7 separate regions of the Mus musculus genome follow, and all the other regions are linked to region 4. A link is a contact called in public HiChIP or PLAC-seq, Micro-C and promoter capture Hi-C data. All regions are on one chromosome and are shown on one strand. The core of a region is the stretch at or near the end of the contact, and the rest is flanking DNA. Distances in the headings are between cores, read along the strand shown. Region 1 holds the start of AU015791 (expressed sequence AU015791). Region 2 holds the start of Tunar (Tcl1 upstream neural differentiation associated RNA). Region 3 has its middle 15 kb from the start of Gm19554. Region 4 holds the start of Bcl11b (B cell leukemia/lymphoma 11B). Region 5 overlaps Ak7 (adenylate kinase 7). Region 6 has its middle 29 kb from the start of Gm32370. Region 7 overlaps Papola (poly (A) polymerase alpha).

What was found. Promoter capture Hi-C pulls out the DNA fragments that hold promoters and counts their contacts. Hi-C and Micro-C count contacts between places; a contact is called where the count stands out from the background. HiChIP or PLAC-seq counts read pairs in DNA pulled down with a chosen protein or histone mark.
Region 1: a contact with region 4 is called in a promoter capture Hi-C map of embryonic stem cells, with 8 times the contacts expected there. The contact joins the promoter of AU015791 here to the promoter of Bcl11b in region 4. A contact is called at or near these places in 2 of 39 promoter capture datasets (embryonic stem cells and pre-B cells).
Region 2: a contact with region 4 is called in an H3K4me3 HiChIP or PLAC-seq map of embryonic stem cells, with 7 times the contacts expected there. The contact joins the promoter of Tunar here to the promoter of Bcl11b in region 4. A contact is called at or near these places in 1 of 39 promoter capture datasets (liver) and 1 of 115 datasets of contacts at active chromatin or transcription factors (embryonic stem cells).
Region 3: an H3K4me3 HiChIP or PLAC-seq map of embryonic forebrain shows a contact between it and region 4, with 25 times the contacts expected there. The contact joins the enhancer-like site here to the promoter of Bcl11b in region 4. A contact is called at or near these places in 5 of 39 promoter capture datasets (the 3T3-L1 cell line, embryonic stem cells, hippocampal neurons and 1 more) and 6 of 115 datasets of contacts at active chromatin or transcription factors (SST interneurons, embryonic forebrain, embryonic hindbrain and 3 more).
Region 5: an H3K27ac HiChIP or PLAC-seq map of embryonic stem cells shows a contact between it and region 4, with 7 times the contacts expected there. The contact joins the enhancer-like site here to the promoter of Bcl11b in region 4. A contact is called at or near these places in 2 of 39 promoter capture datasets (embryonic stem cells and hippocampal neurons) and 3 of 115 datasets of contacts at active chromatin or transcription factors (T-cell acute lymphoblastic leukemia, embryonic forebrain and embryonic stem cells).
Region 6: an H3K4me3 HiChIP or PLAC-seq map of forebrain shows a contact between it and region 4, with 42 times the contacts expected there. The contact joins the enhancer-like site here to the promoter of Bcl11b in region 4. A contact is called at or near these places in 2 of 39 promoter capture datasets (embryonic stem cells and hippocampal neurons) and 5 of 115 datasets of contacts at active chromatin or transcription factors (SST interneurons, T-cell acute lymphoblastic leukemia, acute myeloid leukemia and 2 more).
Region 7: a Micro-C map of palatal mesenchyme shows a contact between it and region 4, with 6 times the contacts expected there. The contact joins the enhancer-like site here to the promoter of Bcl11b in region 4. A contact is called at or near these places in 10 of 39 promoter capture datasets (the 3T3-L1 cell line, 3T3-L1-derived adipocytes, embryonic stem cells and 7 more), 42 of 484 Hi-C or Micro-C datasets (B cells, the HL-1 cell line, LSK cells and 27 more), 9 of 115 datasets of contacts at active chromatin or transcription factors (SST interneurons, T-cell acute lymphoblastic leukemia, astrocytes and 6 more) and 1 of 9 other capture datasets (embryonic stem cells).

What each region holds. Positions count from the first base shown.
Region 1 is chr12:105,512,075-105,514,808 of GRCm38.p6, forward strand. It overlaps AU015791 (expressed sequence AU015791), which reads left to right and starts at 1,359. Exons shown (of 5, transcript NR_102381.1): 1 at 1,359-1,493; 2 at 1,618-1,697; 3 at 1,952-2,057; 4 at 2,231-2,383; 5 at 2,677-2,734. Gm40565 (a long non-coding RNA gene) reads right to left here. Exons shown (of 3, transcript XR_872958.2): 3 at 2,338-2,544.
Region 2 is chr12:105,335,313-105,338,083 of GRCm38.p6, forward strand. It overlaps Tunar (Tcl1 upstream neural differentiation associated RNA), which reads left to right and starts at 1,282. Exons shown (of 3, transcript NR_045047.1): 1 at 1,282-1,645; 2 at 1,918-2,247.
Region 3 is chr12:105,883,364-105,886,143 of GRCm38.p6, forward strand. No RefSeq gene overlaps it. Among named protein-coding and RNA genes, the nearest start is that of Gm19554, 15 kb to the right of the region's middle. Within about 2 kb of position 1,523, at least 15 of the 459 cell types and tissues checked have an H3K27ac peak or open chromatin away from gene starts, as enhancers often do. A contact at or near this core is called in embryonic forebrain, where this site is marked.
Region 4 is chr12:108,002,024-108,004,835 of GRCm38.p6, forward strand. Bcl11b (B cell leukemia/lymphoma 11B) reads right to left here and starts at 1,391. Exons shown (of 4, transcript NM_001079883.1): 1 at 1,063-1,391. The coding sequence starts at 1,120.
Region 5 is chr12:105,732,429-105,735,128 of GRCm38.p6, forward strand. It overlaps Ak7 (adenylate kinase 7), which reads left to right. Exons shown (of 18, transcript NM_030187.1): 6 at 1,005-1,085; 7 at 2,462-2,550. Among named protein-coding and RNA genes, the nearest start is that of Ak7, 28 kb to the left of the region's middle. Within about 2 kb of position 1,418, at least 43 of the 459 cell types and tissues checked have an H3K27ac peak or open chromatin away from gene starts, as enhancers often do. A contact at or near this core is called in embryonic stem cells, where this site is marked.
Region 6 is chr12:105,934,248-105,937,084 of GRCm38.p6, forward strand. No RefSeq gene overlaps it. Among named protein-coding and RNA genes, the nearest start is that of Gm32370, 29 kb to the left of the region's middle. Within about 2 kb of position 1,329, at least 21 of the 459 cell types and tissues checked have an H3K27ac peak or open chromatin away from gene starts, as enhancers often do. A contact at or near this core is called in SST interneurons, forebrain and hippocampal neurons, where this site is marked.
Region 7 is chr12:105,833,901-105,836,600 of GRCm38.p6, forward strand. It overlaps Papola (poly (A) polymerase alpha), which reads left to right. Exons shown (of 22, transcript NM_011112.4): 21 at 810-884. Among named protein-coding and RNA genes, the nearest start is that of Papola, 51 kb to the left of the region's middle. Within about 2 kb of position 1,256, at least 16 of the 459 cell types and tissues checked have an H3K27ac peak or open chromatin away from gene starts, as enhancers often do. A contact at or near this core is called in liver and palatal mesenchyme, where this site is marked.

The DNA of each region.
Region 1 (2,734 bases), core at 109-2,608, 2.5 Mb before region 4:
CATGCTGAACATTCAGGCAACCAGTTCCTGTATTGCAATCCCAGATACAACTGGATCCATGGAAACCCCCTCCTCCACCATATTTAGAAACTTTATCAGACTGTTGCCAAAACAAGTCAACTTGGAGCTGTGACAGATGCGGTGCACCCGGCTACCAAGGAAGCTTTCTTGTTTCTGAGATCTCAGCAAGGGGTAGGCAAAGCAGTCGGGCAGTGCTCACTCAAAGCAGTGACCAGTTGGGTGGTGATTGCCCAGCCTGGAAGTGGGTGTGGCTAAGGTGTGGGCGTGGGAAATGAGGAGCCTGGAAATGTCCACATATACATTGACAAAGGGAGGAAGTGACCACACAGGCCAGAAGGGGCTGCCGCTGGGAGCTCATGTCTGTAACTAAAGCTATACAATGTTGCACCTCCAAACTTGAATGAGTCTTGTGTCTCTCATCCCTAAGTAAATGGAGTGGGTCTTACACTGTCCAATCACAGCGCTCCCCTGAAGGGCTAGGGTACCCTCCACCCGTCTGTGGGAAGAGCCTGACCTTGGGTGGGATATTTGAATCCCAGTACCAGGTAACTGTGGCACTCGGAAATGGAAACTGTGGGCACGCAGGTGCTCAGGGACTCTTGGCTTCTCTCAGTTGCACAGCCACAGTCTTCGTTGTAGATGTGGTGACTGGTTTCAAGGGTGATGGGTTTCTTAGTGTGCCTCTTCTGCAGTTCCATGTGAGCACAGTCTCTGACCCCTGCTACTGGAGATGGCTCACAGAAGCCAAACCTACTCCATCTGGGGACCGGACTCTATCTTTAAAAAAAAGAAAAAAGCCTGAAGGGCTGGAGAGATGGCTTAGTGATTAAGAGCACTGATTGCTCTTCCAAAGGTCCTGAGTTCAAATCCCAGCAACCACATCGTGGCTCACAACCATCCATAATGAGATCTGACACCCTCTTCTGGTGTGTCTAAAGACAGCTAGTGTACTTACATATAATAAATAAATCCTTGGACCAGAGTGAGCAGAGGTCCTGAGTTCAATTTAAAAAAAAAAAAAAAGCCCTAGAAATTGACCTGCAGCTAAACCCAAGCTGTAACCAAGCACAGGAAAGACCCTGTGCTTTGTCCTTGGCCCATACCCCAGAGTTACTCCCTAGCTATTTCCTCGAAAGAGTCAATCAGAGATTAGTCTGATTGTTTCAGATGTACTTACAGACCATTTGTGATTGTTCACGGTTTTGCTTCAGAGCACCCACCTGTTGGCTTACAATAGTCATAAAATTAGACACTTGCTAGGCTGATCTCCTCCCTCTTGCTGGTCATTTCCTATAAAGCCTTGTCCCGCTGAGAGCTCAGGGCTGCACCCTCCTGTTCTGCTGCATCAGAGAGGGTGATATAACCCAAGCTCACACTTGTAACTAAAGACCCTAGTGTGATTGCATCGGAGTCGGCTTCCTGGTGATCTTTTGGGGTTCACGGACACCTTCTGGGACAGCAGCTCCTGTTCGGTTTGGCTTCCCTGTTACTTGGATAAAACCCTGACCAGAAGCAACTTGGGGTTGGGTGTGGGGAGTGGCTGTTTTGTTTTGTTTTGTTTTGTTTTGTTTTGTTTTGTTTTTCTTCATCTTACAGCTCCAAATGGTAGTCATCACTGAAGGAAGCCAAGACAGGAATCTGGAGGCAGGACCTGAAGCAGAGGACCCTCAGCGGAGGTTCCTATCCTGGGTAACAAGTGGACACCAACTAGACAGAATATTCCCCAGCCCTGCTGTGACGGGTAGTCACTGTGGACAAGACTGGTGTCTGGTACCAAGGGAAAGGTGGGGCAGCAGACTAAAGCTGGAGTTCAGGGCAGGCTCGGGGTCTTGGTCACACACCATCATATAAGGAAGAAGCTCAGAGCAGGGTTCTAAGGTGACATGTGACATGTTCAGGTGCTGTGTGCTATGTTCCCTGGGCTTTCCAGGTTACACAGAAAACTTGCTGTTTGAATGCAGATCCTGGGGTTCCACGAAGGCACTGTGCCTTTGGTTATACGTGAGCCTCAGTTTCCTCTTGCCAAGGAGGGTGGGGTGAGTATCAAATAGGCGCTGGGTCCCATGTGTCCCTCAGGTCCAGTGCACAGCGTGGCTGCTGCTTCTCCTTATAGACTGTGAAATGTAAGATACCCCAAGTCCACATATTGTTGGACTTTCTTTCTTCAAGTTGGTGTGGTGTTCTGAGAGCACACATTTCTCTGCAACAGCCACGCCCCAAACTGGAATTCCCAAGGATGCATCACACTGAGCAGGACGGTTCACTCAGCCCCAAGCGTGGTCGCCCATAAAACTTGACACGGACACGGTGCCCCTGGCAGGTTTTATTTATAATCTGCCTGTGATCTGCTTCGGGAATACAAGTGAGTCTGTGTGGAGTGGCTCTCAGGTGTGGGGGTGGATGGAGTGGGCGGGGGTGTCACATAATTGTTGCTGCGTTTGCAGTATTTTCTCCCTATAATCTGGGAAGCTCTGCATGCTGGAATAATCTCGCAGGGAATATTCTGAGAAGGGACCTGTCTTCCTGTAATGAAAAGTTTTGGAATTATTAGTCCTAAGCAGCATCTTTGAGATTATCTGTGACCTTGGCCTCCCGATCAAATAGCAATTGGAAGAGCTCCTTCGACTGTCTCTCAGAGAGGCATTTTCTAATTAGTACTTGGAACCTTCCAGAACCAGAAGCACGCCATTTAAGTCTTCAACGCTCATTCCGT
Region 2 (2,771 bases), core at 32-2,531, 2.7 Mb before region 4:
AACTCTGACAACAAAAACCTCAGCGACCCCTCCCCCACCCCCATTCTCAAAGTCCTCCTGGAGGGAGGGGCTCCTCGCTGCAGAGATACTGGCTTAAGAATTGGGATGTGGGTCCTGGGCAGGTGTGATTCTCTGGAAGGTCGGTCTTCTGCCTCCACCTCCTCATAGTCACCCCAGCCAGGACAACAGCAGCCTTGGAGGGAGTGAAGGATGAGGCTGGGTCGGTCCTCAGGGAGGTGGCAGCTGTTCCTGTTCTGGGGCATTAAGGAAGGGGCAGGATCTTGGCAGGTTTGAGGGTCCTTTAGACATGGCAGAGTCCTTGTATCCAGCTGAATCCAAGGGTCTGGGTTCTACCTAGAGGTACCCACTGCATTTGAAAGTTTGCCTCACCGTCTTTGGAGGCTGTGGTCCCTGTCTGCTTTGACGAGGACTCTTTTGTGGGCCTTAGGGGTGCATTTTGGAAAGGTTCTGGAGAACCAAGAGACACCTTACAGAAAACCTAGTTACAGTACACTTTACAGAAAACGCGTGTTCAGATTTAGGTACCCCAGGGGTCAGTTCTTAGCTATGACCTTCGGGGATGACTATTTTGGTTAGGATGTTAAGTTACTTTGAAACGTCCTATAAGCTGTAAAGATTTGGGCATGCCTGGGCCTGAGGCCCAGTCTGGCCTGAGAGGCCGCAAATCCTTAAGGAGGAAGGCACATGGAGGCAGGTCTTTGACCTCCTGAAACTAGACACCTGGTCACTGGTCGGGCATCAAGGGGTGAGGAACAAAGCTGTCACTACCTAGCAGCCATCCTCTGGTTCCCCGAGAGGTAGGAGGAGCTCGGTGAGATAGTCCAGAGCTTCCATGATGAGCACAGCGCAAGAACAAAATGTCCAGGAAGAAGAGAGGCAGGCCAGGAAAGGGGTGGCGCCTCTCTCACCCAGGTTCCTGGGTCTCCAAATACTCCTTGTGGGTGGGGGCGTCTCACACACACCCACACGCCCAAGGCCACATTCACTGGCTCATCTCTGCATTCCTGTGAGCGGCAGGCCTCCATGAGCCACATAGCCGCCACCTGCTGCTGTAACCCCAGCACAGGGGAACCTGCATCACCCTTTTCCCTCCATCCACCCTCACCCAGGAGCCGGTTCCAAATCCTCGGGACCAGGCAGAGGCCACGTCTTCCCCGGCCCACTCCCCAGCAGCGACGTGGAGGTAGAGGGAGGAGCTTTTGCCGGCAACGCCAGCTTCCCCTGCCCCCTCTCCCTCTAGAGCTCCCCTCCTCTCCTCTTTCATTCCCCTCCTTATCCCTCCTCTTCTCTCCCCTTCCCTCCCCGCCCTTCCCCTCTGCCGCAGCCCAGCTCCTAGCGCGTCAGCGTGGGCTTCCCGGAGCGAGTCGCTAGGTAACAGGGCTAGCTCCGCAGACCCGGGCCAGGGAAGCCCGCGCGCGTCGTCAGCATCTGCGCCGAGGGGCGGGGAACGCACTGACACTCCCCTATCGGAGCCTGCAGACCCTTCAGCTGGTTCTCAGTCCCCTCCCTGGATGCCTTAAGGGTGGCTATTGCCACCGCGGAGTTGCCCCTCCCCTGCGGGGACCCCGACGTCGCCGCCCCCTTCTCCTCCCACGCTGGTCCGCACCACTCTCCGCACCGCCAGGTAGGCGACCCTCCGCTGCGGTTGCGGTGGCTGCTGGTAAGCTGCGATCTGGAGCTGAGGCGGGGACTACGCCACTAGCGGGGCGGCTCGGGCCACAGCGGCCGGCGGACCGGCCATGTGCTAAAGTTTCTGGGGCTCGGCTGCCCGGCGGGTGCGCGGCGCGGGGCGCAGAGCGCGGTGGGTGGGGCGCGCGGTGCTGCCCGCCCCCAGCCCCGCGGGGCGCAGCTCAGTGTGCTCTCTCACGCTTTCTTTCTCTCCTTTTCCGGGCGCAGCCACCCTCCGAGATCTTCCCGCCGAGCCCAGGCGTGGGGCATGAGGAGCCCCTGGGTGTCGCCTGCAGACAACCCAGCCTCGCGCACACCTCGCCAGTCGCTGACAGGGACATGAACAGCATGATTGGGTTCCGGTGTCCGGCGGCCAGCCTCAGCCGGAGGCGGCCAGTGGGTCTGCGCTGTTTGGGAGAATGAGGCAGGAACCCACGGCAACCTCTCTCTCCTCCTTCTCCTCGCCTTCCTCTGGCTCCCGCTCCCCGGACCCGGGCCGGGCTGTGGCTCTGCTGCGTGCCCTGCGCGCCCCCCACCTGCCTCCGGATGCTCTTCTCGGTAAGCCAGACCTTTCGCCTCGGGAACAAAGCCCCTTCACAGGATTCCGAGGCTGCCTCCGAGCCCCCTCTCCAATTACTACCCAGTGCCTGGAATCTGTCCCCAAACCCTACCTGGCTTCTGAACAGCCTAGGTGCCTTCAAGACCCGGTGTTTTCCTGGGCTCTCTGGGAAACAGCAGCGGGCTTAACACGCAGGCAGGCAAGAGACCTGTTTGGTCTAGATAAGCATCTATGTGTGCAACCTGGATTCGGACTTAGTCACCAGGGGGAACTGGATGTTTGGTGAGTGTTCAGTCATTGCTGGGTGGTGGATCTCCAAACTGCTCCAAGGAAGTAGGGTCCCCCCTCTCCGTGTATCAGACGAGGAAACTGAGGCCCAGAGATACTAAATGTGCTAATCAAGGTCACAAGGTGGGAACCAAGGTGCTCACCACCTCATCAAACTGATCCTTTGGTCACAAACACGCCTGCTTTATTTCCTTCACTAGCTGCTTCCGTCTCAAGAGCCGCTGCATGTGTGTGA
Region 3 (2,780 bases), core at 273-2,772, 2.1 Mb before region 4:
ACCATCACCTAACCATCCTCCACTATCACTCACCATCACCTCACTATCACCTCACCATCACCTCACCATCACTTAACATCACCTCACTATCACCTCATCATCACCTCACTATCACCTCACCAGAGCCTCACCATCACCTCACCATCACCTCACCATCACCCTACCACCTATTGCAGTAGCAGCTTAGGCTGGAGTGCCTGCCTCTGCCGAGTTCCCCGACATCTGATCCAGGACACACACTGTCTGCTGGCCCTTCCTCTCTTGTGCTGTTCCTGTCTGGACCACATGACATAAGTTTTTAGCTGACCTGGTTTCCTTGGGTTTCTAGTGATTTGCCCCAGAGTCAAGAACGTCCCCCTTGTCTCCACAAAGCGCATCCTGGCACTGCCTCCTTCCCCCACTGGCCCCACACCTCGGTGCTGTACACTTGACCTTGAAGCTTTCAGCCTGGCTGACACTCCAGGCAGGAGGTCACTGGAGTCACAATCCCAGTTAGATGTGACCTCTTGGACACATCAGGTGAGGATGGGTGGAGGGAGGGATGCCTCGAGGAGGGCTGGCACGGTCCCTGGGTGGGTGGCCACCGAGTGTATGGCAGTCATCTTAGGCCCCCATGCTCAGGATCTGCAGACTGCTCCTGCATTCCATCAGTGCTGAACGCTTGGCTTCATTCTCGTCAGGGTTGGCTTGGTCCCCTGGGGCCAGCACCATCCCTACCTGGCTGTTTCACTGTGGCCCAGTTCTTGCTGTTTGCCTGGGAGAGCCTGAGGTCTGGAAGTAGTGAGTGTGCATTGCGGGGTGGGTGGGGGACTGGGGGAGGAAGGATAGCAGATCTTGGGTTGGAATTTATGAGATTCTGGGACCCCAGCTGTTACCATGGCCGGCTGTCGCTAGCTCCTGCAATGCTTAGGCCTCAGTTTCCCTCCTGTAGCCACAGGTTGGGTAGGCACATTCCTCATCTAATGGCTCAGTCTGGAAGTCGCAGAAAATCCCAGCTACTTCAGGAGGGATGCTGATGCTACCTGCCTCCGGGTCTGTTAGAACCTCTCTTCACAGGCTGGCGGCTTTTATGGTCGCCTCCTCACAGCACCCAATTTATTTTTAAGGAAATAATAACAACAGCAATTAGCTATTCCTTTGAATGGTTCCAGTAACGATATAATTTAAAAGGACCAACAGGCTGGAACTGCCCCCGCTCTACCTTGGGGGCAGCTTTGGGAAGGGACACAGCCCTGTGGGCTGGGGATTTATGGCTGCTCATGGTTGTCATGGAGGTTGAAGGCTAGCTCCACTTTCTGGGACTCTGAGCCCCGGGGTGGCCAGGAAGGTTCAAACATACACACTCCAAAGGAATTAAAACAAAATTGACAGACAAGCAAACAGATCAAACAAGACACTTCAAAGAGAAGGCGAGCCACGAGGAAGAAGCCCAGTAGCCTCCCAGTCCCCAAATACTGGGAAACAAAGGCTGCCTGCGCATGCCCAGGGCTTGGCCGCCACCGGATCCTTGCCCAGAGCACTGGGAACCCGTCTGCAGGGACGATGTGACCAGTTACTGCCCTCTCCGTGCCCAAGCACTCAGAGGGGCTAATTAGTGCTTTTACTATGCAAATCAGAGCCCGGGCAGATTAAATCTAGAGGAAAAAAAAAAAAACAGCTGGTGAATATGTTATTTTAATTACAACTCCAAAGGAGATACGGGTCTGGTTGAAGAGGATAGCGGGCTGGTGGATGTGAGGCCCGGGGCGGGCGAGCGGGAGAAACTCCCGCTCAGTAAGGACTTAGGCTAGAGCGGAGAGGATCTGGCAAGGATCAAGCCTATATCCTAGGTAAGCTCGCACTGGTCCTACAGGAGACTGCCCAGTCTCATCACTGATGACATCCACAAGTCATCAGAACCTCGGTGTTAGCATTCTGGCTAAACTGCACCCCCACAGTTACCTGGCAACAGCCAGGTAGGCCTGATCCACTATAAAAGGGGCTGCTTGCCCCTTCTTCTCTCTCTTGTTCCTTTCTTGTTCTCTTGGGCTCTTGCCTTCTTGTTCTTTCCTTCTTGATCCCGCTCTGTCCCCTCGCCCCTCTTCCCCATTCCTCCCCGCCCCCCACGTGCTTATGGCGGGCCTCTACTCCTCTACTTCTCTCTCTCTCTCTCTCTCTCTCTCTCTCTCTCTCTCTCTCTCTCTCTCTCTCTCTCTCTCTCTCTCTCTCTCTCTCTGCTTTTCTCTGCCTCTACTACTCTCTTAACTCCCCTCCCATGCCCTGAATAAACTCTATTCTGTACTGTACCGTTGTCATGTGACTGGTCCCTCAAGGGGAAGGGATACCTTGGCATGGGCCTGCTGAGACATCCCCTTCCCCCATACCACACACACACACACACACACACACACACACACACACACACACACACAGAACATATTCTTTCTCTCATCTTTTTATAAACACATCACTTGGAAAGGACAATCTCATTCATTAATTCATCCATTTGCTCATTCATTCCCCCCCCCCCCCGCCCCCATGGATATTTCCTGGCTGTCTATCATGTAACAGGCTCCGAGGTGATGAGAATACTAAACAGCAAGGCCCTGGCTAAAGGGACTTGCTTTATGTGGAGAAGGTGTTCAGGCAACAAGTGATACAAATTAATCAAAAAATTGCAGAGGAGCAGAGGGTCTGGGCAAGGCAGTCGTGGGGGTGGGGGTGGGGGAGTTGCACAAGCCAGAAGGCCCTGACCTGGGAGACAAGGGGACTTTGCAGTGATGTGACATTTGAGCTGAGAC
Region 4 (2,812 bases), core at 141-2,640:
GACTCGCGCAGGCTGCGGCCGGGGCTTCCCAGAGCTCTGCAAGCCGACCTCGCCGGTGGCAGCGCGGGTACCCGGCTGGCTCTGGGAGAACTGTGTACCTGCGCGGCTCGCGCTGGCGTTTTCTTTTCTAAATGAACCCAGCTGGGGCGGTGGAAGCTGCTGAGAGTCTGCCCTGCTGCCTGACTTTGCAAGCCCCTCCACTTGCTTGAAATCCGGCGGATTTGCACCGCGACCTGCCTTGTTTATTTAGATGGGAAGATGAAAGATACAGAGATAGAAAGATGGATAAGAGGATGATAGGTATTTTCTCCCCTTCCTTTTTCTTTCTCTTCATTTTTACTGTTATAAGAGCATCCCTTTTTTTTCCCCACTCATGACTTTTTTGTTAACTCGTGGCGGGGATTTTTTTTTCACCAACCCAAAACCTCCCCCCCACACCTTTTTTTTTTTTTTGAGTTGGGGGGGGAAAGAAGACAAGACCGTCCCAGGAGACGGAGGTGGGGAAATGAGGAGGGGGTGCTCCAGCACAGCAAACAGCTGCGCAGCTGGATTCTTTTGCAAATAGCGAGAGGAGGGGAGGGGACGGCGGCTTCGGAATCCTAGCAGCGGCGCGGTCGGCGCCCAGCCTGGCGGGGCGCAGCGACCGGGAACCCGAAGCCCGCGGCCATCCCTTTCCCCTGCGGGTCCCTGGGTCCAGGGCGCTCTCGGGGCTCCGTCCGCCCGCTCCTCCGAGCGCGGACCCACGCGCTCGCCAACTTTTCCCGGCTCCCCCTCCCCCTCCACTCCTCGGCCCCCTCCCCCTCCTCTCCAAACCCCGCCACCAGCGCCGCCGCCGCCACACACGCCGCTTGGAGGGCCGAGCGTCCGGCCGGGCTCGGCGCGCACAGCCGCCTGCAAGCCCGCGCGCCCCCTCCCCGGCCCGGAGCCCGCGGCGGCTGCCCCCGGCTGCAGAGAAACTTTCCCAGAACCCCACGCTCGGCCGCTGCTCCCGGGTTGGTGTCCCCAGCCCCGGGCGCCCGGAGCCCCAGCCGCCGGCCCTTCGCGCGTGCGGCAGACACTTACGCGTGATGAGTTCCCTCTGGGACAAGTGCTGCGGGTTGCCCTGTTTGCGGCGGGACATTGCCCCGGCATCTATTCTGGCATCGCCCGGAAAGCTGCACAGATGCGGGCCGGGGAGGGGGTCTGAGCCGCCGCCGCCGCCGCGCCTCCTCCTCCGCCCGGGTTGGTGCCTCTGCCCTTCCTCTCTTCCTCTTCCTCCTCCTCTTCTTCTTCTTCGTCTTTATTTTGCTCTTTCTTCTGGGCTGTGTTTTTGTTTTTGTTTTTGCAAAAAGAAAGAAGAAAAAGCCAGGAAGATGGCTTGCTCTAAAATAGAGAAAAGGCTAAAATAAATTATAAAACTGCTGTTGCTCGCCGCTGGCTGGCCGGTTTCTTTAAAAATATATTCTTTTGGAGGAAAAATATCTCTCACACTTCTTCAAAGTGCTTGGCCTCTTAGACTTGTAAATGTCTTCTTGAAGTTACGCCGGGTTTTGCACCGGCCTCTGACACTTTTCTTTCGGGGTCTGGTAGGTGGAACGCGCACTTCCACCCAAGGGGAGGGGGGAGGAAAAAATGCAAACAAATTTCAAAAAAGCCAAAAAAAAAAAAAAGGCAAAGAAAACTTGGGGACTTGTCTCGTACCCCCTCACCCCGCCCCCTCAAAAACCCAAAAGCAATGAAAAGCTGCCTTGGTTCGGCTCTTTCTGGGTTTTCTGCGCGCTGCCTGCTTTTTTTCTTTCTCGGAGGCTGACCCCTCCGAGGCTCTGGGGGACTCCGGGAGCGGCTCCTTCCCGGGTCACCTGGCAGGCTGGCGCCGGCCGGAGGGGCTGCGGGTCCCCGCGTGCGCTCCCCAGCGCTGCCCGGCGCCGCGGGCCCAGGGGGAGCGGGGCTGCGGGGCGGCTCGCCCAGTGCGCCCGGGTCGGTGCGGGCGTGGACGGGAGCTATAGATTGCAACGTGAAGATGGCGGAGTCCGGGTTCTCCGGGAGCTCTCGGTCTCTCTGTGGCTGGGGCTGCCTCTGTACAATGGGATAAAATTCAAGTTCAAGTGCGGACGTGACGTTTAATCTGCTCTAGAGACAAAAAGACCCAGAGAGTCGGAGCACTGGGGGCGACTAGCGGTGGCTTTTTAACATTGTACCCTGTAAGAGAACAAGAAAGCACACACCGAGACACGCGCGCGCGCACTCACACACACTCGCCAGTGCGCACACCCGCAACCCAGGCCGGCCGGCCACACGTGCAAACTACTGTTTTTGTAAGCTGGTCTTATCACCGAGCACCGGTAGCGCAAAAGAGGGTGGGGGGGGATAAATAAAATAAAATCTTGTCCCCACTCACTCTTCCTCCCCCGGGAGCCGGACTCCCTGAGAAAGGGGGCGGAGTGCTGTGTGAGTAACTGAGGTACACTGAGTCCAAGCAAGTCCAAACCCACCCACTCGAGAAAGAGGGCTGGAAACCACGGGCTGGGGGAGACTGAGGCGACAGATAAAATTGTTTTCCTTCACTCTCTAGAAAAGTAGTTACAGTTGGTTTTACTTATTTGGAGAGGGGAGCATTTTGTAGAAACTTCCAAAAAAGTGTCTCCATATAAACCGTTGGGGGTTGGTCGTCTCAAACAACAAAATTAATGATACTGAGGGGCACAGTGGGGGGGGGCACATTTTGTTTGAATCCCATTCCAGAAGGGTTCTTCGCCCTTCTGGGCCCCATTAACTCCTAGGGGTCAAGCACTGCCCCGCCCCCACACCCTAGTCTCCTTGGGAAGCACGCGCT
Region 5 (2,700 bases), core at 168-2,667, 2.3 Mb before region 4:
TTGCTGAGACACCCAGGCTGGTCTGCCCACTTTATGGGCCCAAGTAATCCTCCAAGCTTAGCCTCCAGAGCAGCTTCATTAGGCACTTACCACTGAGGCCAGCTTGGTCACCACGAAGTGTCACCAAGACCACAATGACTTCATCTCCGGGCAGAATAGAGCATTTATGTCAATTAAAACCCTCGTACTGAGACCTGGTACAGGGTCCGGGGCCATAGCTGAGTTGCTAGATTGCTTGCCCAACATGCACAAAGCCCTCGGTTTGATCCTCAGCCCCACATAAGCTAGGGGTGGTGGCACACAGCTGTGACTCTAGCACTCACCAAGCAGAAGTCATCCTCTGCTACATAATGAGTGCAAGGCTAGCCTGGGCTACGTGAGACCCTGTTTCAAAACAAACCAAGCAAACCCCCACCGGATCCTGAGCTTCACAGTCATGTGAGCCCTGTGATAGGTGACTGAAAGGTGACTGAAGATCCTTCTAGAAGGACCTGTTTTCACAGCTTCCCTTCCCCTCGGGGCCAACGTAGAGTTCACAGGTGTTGTCACAAGGAACAGCTCTGCCTTAATTTAGTTCTTCATTCCCATTAAATGTCAGTGGTGGCTGGGAACATTTCTGTATTTCATGCAGTTTTTTCTTCTCCAATAAGGGACCCTGTCTCAGCCCTAAGCAGTGTCTAACTAAAGAGCCCAGAAAAGACTGCAGAGTCAAGCCGGGCGTGGTGGCACACGCCTTTAATCCCAGCACTCGGGAGGCAGAGGCAGGCGGATTTCTGAGTTCGAGGCCAGCCTGGTCTACAAAGTGAGTTCCAGGACAGCCAGGGCTACACAGAGAAACCCTGTCTCGAAAAACCAAAAAAAAAAAAAAAAAAAAAAAAAAAAAGACTGCAGAGTCTGTAACGGTGTCCGTTTAACTTACTAAGTCTGCTTCAATATAACTAATGTTATATCCTTCCTCTCCCTCGCTCTCTCCACCCCCCCTTCTCTGTATTTTATCCATTTAGGCCAAAAAGTTCGCAACTTATGTAGTCGCCTCAGGACTTCAGTATGGAGCAGAAGGAGGCATCTTACACACGTTTTTTAAGGTCTGGTTTTTTCCAAGGACTAAGTAGACTCTACTTTCTTCATTTTTAATTTCACTTTCAAGTTAGGTTACAAAGTAGCCACTTCCTCACCCCATGTCCCTGCCTTCAACCTCACTCGGGGCCTGAGACTCTGGGGATTCTTTGTTGGCATTTATTTGATTTATTATTATTACTACTACTACTATATACATGTATATTATGTGTATGCTGGGGCCTGCACACGCCTCAGCTCCAATACACGAGTCAGAGGACAGCTTGGTGGAGTCCCTGTTGGAAAGTGTTTACCTGCTGAGCCATCTGTCAGCCCACTGTGTGCATTCTCCAACTGTGTTTTATAAGGCAGGGGGTGCCAGCCTGCAAAGGCAGGACTGAGAGAGACTGAGATCAGCCTAGAAGACAATGGTAAAACTCTGTCTCAGAGAACAAAGAGAAAGGAGGGGGAGGGGGAGGGGAGGTGGGGAGGGGAGGGGAAAGGGAGAAGAGGGAGGGGAGGGGAGGGGAGGTGGGGAGGGGAGGGGAAGGGGAGAGGAGGGAGGGGATGAGAGGGTTGGGTTCAGTCCTCAGTGGGTGATGGTAGGAGAACCAAGTCACACTTGTACTTTGACACATACCGCTACACACACTCGCTCCCTCACATAGTAAGAACTTTAAATTTAAAGAGAAAGTTCATAAACATATCTGGCTGTCTTTTCACAGCTATGCTTTAAGGAAAGGTGAAAATTTAAAAAAAAAAAATGATAAAAAAGAAAGTCGAGGAGGGAGGAGATCAAGCCTGTATCTCTGGTAAGACCAGTCAGCATGAGGAGTCAGTCAGCGTGAGGAGTCAGTCAGCGTGAGGAGTCAGTCAGCATGAGGAGTCAGTCAGCGTGAGGAGTCAGTCAGCGTGAGGAGTCAGTCAGCATGAGGAGTCAGTCAGCGTGAGGAGTCGGCATGAGGTCTGAGCGTGAGGAAGGCATCTAAACCATGGGCACCACTGTGCCACCTGGAGAGTCCACACACAGGAGGACTGAGAACTGGGACCCACAGGATCTGGAGGATACGGGAAATGGGAGGGAGACCCAGGAGGGACAAAGAGAAATGGCAGGCAGTGTTGCCAATGGTGACCAGGAAGAGTCTATCAGAAACAAACAAACAAAACAAAACAAAAAACCCCATAAAAAACGGAGTTGCCTGTAGGGTCAAATACTGCAGATTGTTAAGATGAGATCTAAGCGTTGACAATTAGATTTTTTTTATGGGGCTGACTGTATTAAAGTCTGAGAGAAGGGGACCCAAGAGGGACAACTAGAGGCCAGGCATGCGCGTGCGCGGTGGCGCTTCTGGAGCCCCCTGAGAAACACATGCTGGGGCAAACGCCCCCTGCCCGTCTCTTTCAGATGGCCTGGCTGGGCGAGGTCCCCGCACTACCCGTGTTTGGAGATGGGACCAATTGCATTCCGGCCATTCATGTTGTTGACCTCGCAGGGTAAGAGGCCTCCCTGATGTGTGGCGTGTCCCGGAAGTGTGTCTGATGAAGCATTCATTATCCACCCCATGTCTCCACACTTCTGATCACGAGTGTAGCTTCATCACTTAGAGACCCTGTCAGCCGAGAAACAGCCCTGGGAAAGAAAGG
Region 6 (2,837 bases), core at 79-2,578, 2.1 Mb before region 4:
GCCCTGAATTGAGTTCCCCACAGCCCTACGGGTTGGTCCCCTGAGCACTGTGGGTGGAGGAGGGGAGAGAGGGCCAGAGCAGAACAGGGGCGGGTCTGTCTGTGTTCAGGCTGGCCATGGTTGCTGACTTTAACTAACCAAGCCTTTGTCCCTTGTTTGGGATGCATCTCCCTCGAAAGTGAGCACCCAGATCTGTGTGCCTGCACCCTGGGTCTCCACAAACACCTAACACAACCACACAGTCTCCCGAAGCAACTTGGCCCATGATCCTTGGTACTGGCTGCTGTTGTGTGTCAACTTGACACACGCTGGAGTTATCACAGAGAAAGGAGCCTCCCTTGAGGAAATGCCTCTATGAGATCCAGCTATAAGGCATTTTCTCAATTAGTGATCAAGGGTGAGAAGGGCCATTGTGGGTGGTGTCATCCCTGGGCTGGTAGTCCTGGGTTCTATAAGAAAGCAAGCTGAGCAAGCCAGGGGAAGCAAGCCAGTAAGAAACATCCCTCTATGGCCTCTGCATCAGCTCCTGCCTCCAAGTTCCTGCCCTATGTGAGTTTCTGCCCTGACTTCCTTTGGTGAGGAACAGCAATGTGGAAGTGTAAGCTGAATAAACCCTTTCCTCCCCAACTTGCTTCTTGGTCATGATGTTTGTGCAGGAATAGAAACCCTAACTAAGACAACCTTCCTGCTCCAAACCCCTCCCAGCCTCTCTTGTTCTTCCCTTGGCTCCTATGAGAACCCCTGAGCCCATGTCACCCATGATCTGCTGGAGGTGACAGAATATTTGGGTCAAATCCCAGCCCCAACATTCACTGACAGGTGCCTGGTGGTCCCTCTTGCCATACCCCTTTCCCTCACCTCTGTGGAGGAAAGGAAAATGGCTGCTTTGGTTGAAAGAGAGCACAGTAGGTCAGATGTCAGCTCCATACAGGTTGTCACTCCCTATCTGTCCCTTCTTACAACTGGGACTACCTAGTGGAGAAAGTGGACCACATCATCACAACATCAGCCACAGCCCGATGAGCAATTGGGGACCCTGGAGAACAACCCGGGCGAAGATGGAAATCCCTGTTCAGATGCCAAGAGAGGAGACAGAGAGAGAGAGCCCTTTGCATTTTAGAGAAGACTAGAAGAGAAGCCACCTCCCTTCAGCCAAGAGGAAAACCAACCCAGCGCCTCTCAGTTTACCCGAAACCTTTCCCTATTTTCAGTTTCGATTGGATGTGTCAGAAGCTGACATTTTTGCAAGCACCGAGAACCCGGCGTCACTTTGAAAACTTGCAAGTGGAGAGGCATCACGAGGTAGCCAAGACTCGCTCTGCGCGCAGATGGCCATGATTAGGTGCCAGTTCGCCAGTTCGCAGAGAAGCTTGGAATCTGCAGAGGCGGAGGGCAGCTGGCTGCGAGGCTGCAGGCAGTCGTGGGGGGGGGGGGGGGGGGGGATGAACTGTACGGCGGGAGGACACGCCCCCCGGCCCAGGCCACACCCCTCGGGGGCGCAGGTGACTGGCCACGGAAGAGAAGCAACCTGAGCCTGGGAAGCATCTCATCTGTCCTTGGCTCCTGAAGGGGCTGTGGTTTTGTGTGGTCCCAGCCCGTTCTTGCCAACCGCCTAGCTGTGTATCTAGGACAAGCATCACATCTCTGGTCCGTTTTCTCATTGGGAGACAAAGAAAGAAGTATGGGCCCAAGGAAGCAAGAACCCTACCTCTTAGGGTTTCTCCGTGGAGCAAGGTGATCTTATCGGAAGAAGCCCTTAAAAAGACAAAGAGTTGTTCCTGAATTCCCTGCATTCCGTGGTGCAGAAGCACCCGGAGAGAACAAGGACTTGTCCCAATTGACGACAGAACAGAGTAAACCTCTGTTCAACTATCCTGGGGGTGAACTCATCTGAGACCTGGAGCTCAAAGATCAGCACAGACCAGCTCCTTAAATACGGGTGGGGGCTGGGACCCGACATGGCCAGGCTCAGAGAGAAGAAGGTATGATTCCATGTGGCCTAAACAGAGCGGGTGTCAGGGCAGAAGGTATGCTCAGTCTAAATGGGCTTATAGCAGGAGGCGGGAGAGGACCCCAGACTGGAAAGGGGTGGCAGGAGACCCTTCAACACTGAGAGAATGTGAGGGCAGATAGTACTGTTGGTCTGCGATGCTGTGTATCTCCTGCTGGGATACAGGTGTCTTTCTGTTTGCAACCGGGAGGCCTGAGTGTAGAGGGGTGTGCTATTCCTATGTAGGTTTTTCTAAGGCAACCTGACCCCTGAAGGGGGCCTACCTCTCCTCAGATGTGAAATAATGAAAGACTCAGTCGCCCCTGCTACTCCCGATCTTGTGTCTTCAGGCAAGTCACCTGCCCTCTCTGTGCCTTCTGAGACAGTTACTTCACACTGCTGCTTCTTGTGTTGGGTGAACATCAGTGAAAGGGGAGGTGACACCCCAAGGGTGGCCCCTACAACAGAGGAAACACCTAGATCATTTTTATCTGATCTGAACTCCGTGATTACTCCTGCCCTCAATGAAAGCAAACATCACACTGAGCCTCGAGAAAAGAGGACTGTTGGCCAATCAGAAGTTCAGGAGAAGCTCTGACTTTGTATAATGGCATGGAAAGACTCAAGGTGAGAATTGGGGTGGGGGTGGGGGGTTCAAAGAAGCATGGAGTTAGAGAGGCACCAACCAGCCCCTCACCGATAGCATTAATCAGTAACAGTCATGACCAGATGTGTCAGCGGTTGCTAGGGGTTGGACATCCAAGCGTTGCCACAGTGTGCGTCCTTCAAGGCTCACACACCCTTGAAGCCCCACTCGCTGATACTCAGTGCTAACTAGAGTAGGGTA
Region 7 (2,700 bases), core at 6-2,505, 2.2 Mb before region 4:
CATTAAAAACAATTTGCACCTTCCCACTGCAGCATTGGAGTATTGTAAATATCTGCCATTCAGCTCTGCTTATTTAATACATTTTTAAGAACTTGATACATATTCCAAACAGTCCCTGTGAAAGACTCCACTTCTCCCATTCTTGTTAACCCTGTGCAGTTTGTAGGGAAAGCAGTGATGGTTCCTGTGTTCACAGTTTAGAAATATGCTTTTACCTGTATCTTCCTCTGCTTGTGTGTTTTCTGTATGCGAGTGAAGCTGCTGTGGGGTGACACAGTTGTCGCTCTGTTGTCTGCTCACTAATTGGGGCATTGATTATTGGACAGAGGAGGGCAGTAGATAGAGACCATAAGAAAAGGACAATTTACAGCTGTTTGCTACTTTAATTACTTTAATGTGGGGCAGTTTTTGTGCCTCTGAATAGTTTTTATTTACTAATGTTATGCATTTCCCCCACATAGTTAAGGACATTCTTTGGTTTTATGTTTTGTGAATTATTATCTAGGTAACATTTTCTAAAGTGCCTGTGCATACCTTTAATTAGTACTTGTTAAAACATCCAAGTTAGAGCAATTTGGGAACTGTGAGATACTTTGGTCATGCCCTACAATTTGTATCTGAAATGGAGCAATAGATTATAACAGGGCTGGATGACTTGTGATATAATGTAGGTACATCTTTCTCTACCCTCCTGTTGCTAGTTTGTCTTCTTTATTAGCCACCACACCCATTTATGCTCTTTGATTTTTTTTTTTTTTTTCTTTTTTAAAAAAGTGTCTCTTCCCCTCTCCCCATCCTTTGTTTCCCAGGAACAAGTTGATCTGGAGACAAGTGCGGTTCAATCAGAAACTGTTCCGGCATCGGCTTCTCTGTTGGCCTCTCAGGTACTAAGTGTAAAACAAGCATGGAGAGTTTGCTCAGTGGTTTTGATATTAGAGTGGTATATTGATTTCAAATGAAGGCTCATGCTAGACTATTAAATTTTTGTTTGTGGAAGTAGTTAAAGTCTGTAAGTTTTCTGTAGTTTAAAGTTAAAGGCAGGCAGACTATTGATTTGGAGCCATTGCTCTGAGCTGGTAGGAAGCTCTGTCGAGCTCTGACTTGTGACATACATTGGCCCCTCAAACTGGTGGGGCTGAGACTATCCTGAGCTCTGGTGAGGCGCCGGCAAAGGGAATGGAGGCAGCTGTAGGTCTTCCCTTACACCGCAGATCGTTCAGATCCTCACTGTTGTGTGTGATGACATAAATGTTTATTTATAGGTCAAAGGCTGAGAGTGAAACAAAGAACAAACAGTGTTCCGGACCTGTGTGCAAGGCTCAGAGAGATTTTCATTGTATTTATTCATTCACTATGGTGCTTAGCTTAAGTGCTCCTGAACTGCCTTTGGCTCCCTGATATTTTTAATTTTTAAGATGTGTTTCTTTTTCAGTTTAGTTTTTAGTATTGATTTTATTTAGTTATTCTGTAGACAGTCAATAACTCCTTAGAGTAATTGACTAGCGTTAGTGTTGGCTGGGACAGTTCCATATGCACACAAGCAGTCTTGTCTTGCTAATTCACAAACCTTCACCTTCTTTATTTTTCTTCTTGAATCCTTTTAAACTTAAACCAAAGTGTAGGTCAAACGTTGACCCAAAAATCAGTGTCTCCTCATAGCATGTACTAACTAGATTACCTGAGGCGCTGAGCTAGCTGCCAGCCGTGTACTCACCTGTGGCTTAGAGTCTCAGTGCTTGTGGGAAACACACTCTGCCATACTCTGCCAACACCAGTGTTCTACTCAGTTTCTCAAAGTTGTTTGTCTGTATGCTTTCCCTCAGCCTCAGTAGCCAAGAGGTCATCGAATGAGGAGTGTGCTTGTGTTCCTCCACCACATGTTTCCCACTCTGCTGCACTGATTGATTACGTGCCTGCAGCCATGGCGCCCCAGTGGGGTTGGCTTTGAAAGTGTTTTTTTGAGTAGAGTTTTTTTATTCAGTTGTGAAAGGATTTATAAACCAGTCAGACCACCCCAGTTACGCTGTTTTTAGAGAATGTATCTTGTGTCCTGTGATTGAGGGAGGGCCTTTATTGCGGAGGGTAGTGTCTAAATACAGCAGGGCCACGTATTTGAGGTAATCACAGATAATTGGGAGCAGCTTCAGTTTCGCTTCAGAATAATCCTTGGTTGAAGGCCACAGGAAGGAGTAGATTGGCTTTGACTTAACTGTTGCTGAAGCTGGCTGAGACTAATGTGAGACTAATAAATGCTCTCAACTTCTATGCCTGTGTGGAAACGTCTCATGAAACATTTTATGATTCATCTCTGTATTTTGGAATATTAAAGATGCCTTGTAATAAAATTTGTGATACAATTTTTTTTAATTCCCTAAAAGTTGAGTTAAATTATTGTTCAGTTATATAGTTAATTTTATAATTTAGAGTGTCAGAAAATAACTGCTAAATGCTAGCTGTGTGTCTCAGGTGAATGTAAGTGCTTCCTCCACACGAGGGCACTCCGACACCACTTCTTGTTAGAGCAGTTAGTATGGTAAACTGGGCCCAACAGTAATTAAGTGTTATTTTATTAATAATATCTTTCTCTCTCTTGTTCTTTATTTTGTGAAATATATTTTTAAGATTTCTATTTGAAGTTACAAAATAATTTTTGGTAAATCCTGAAAATGTTATTATTTGAAAATGTCTGCAAGTCTAGTT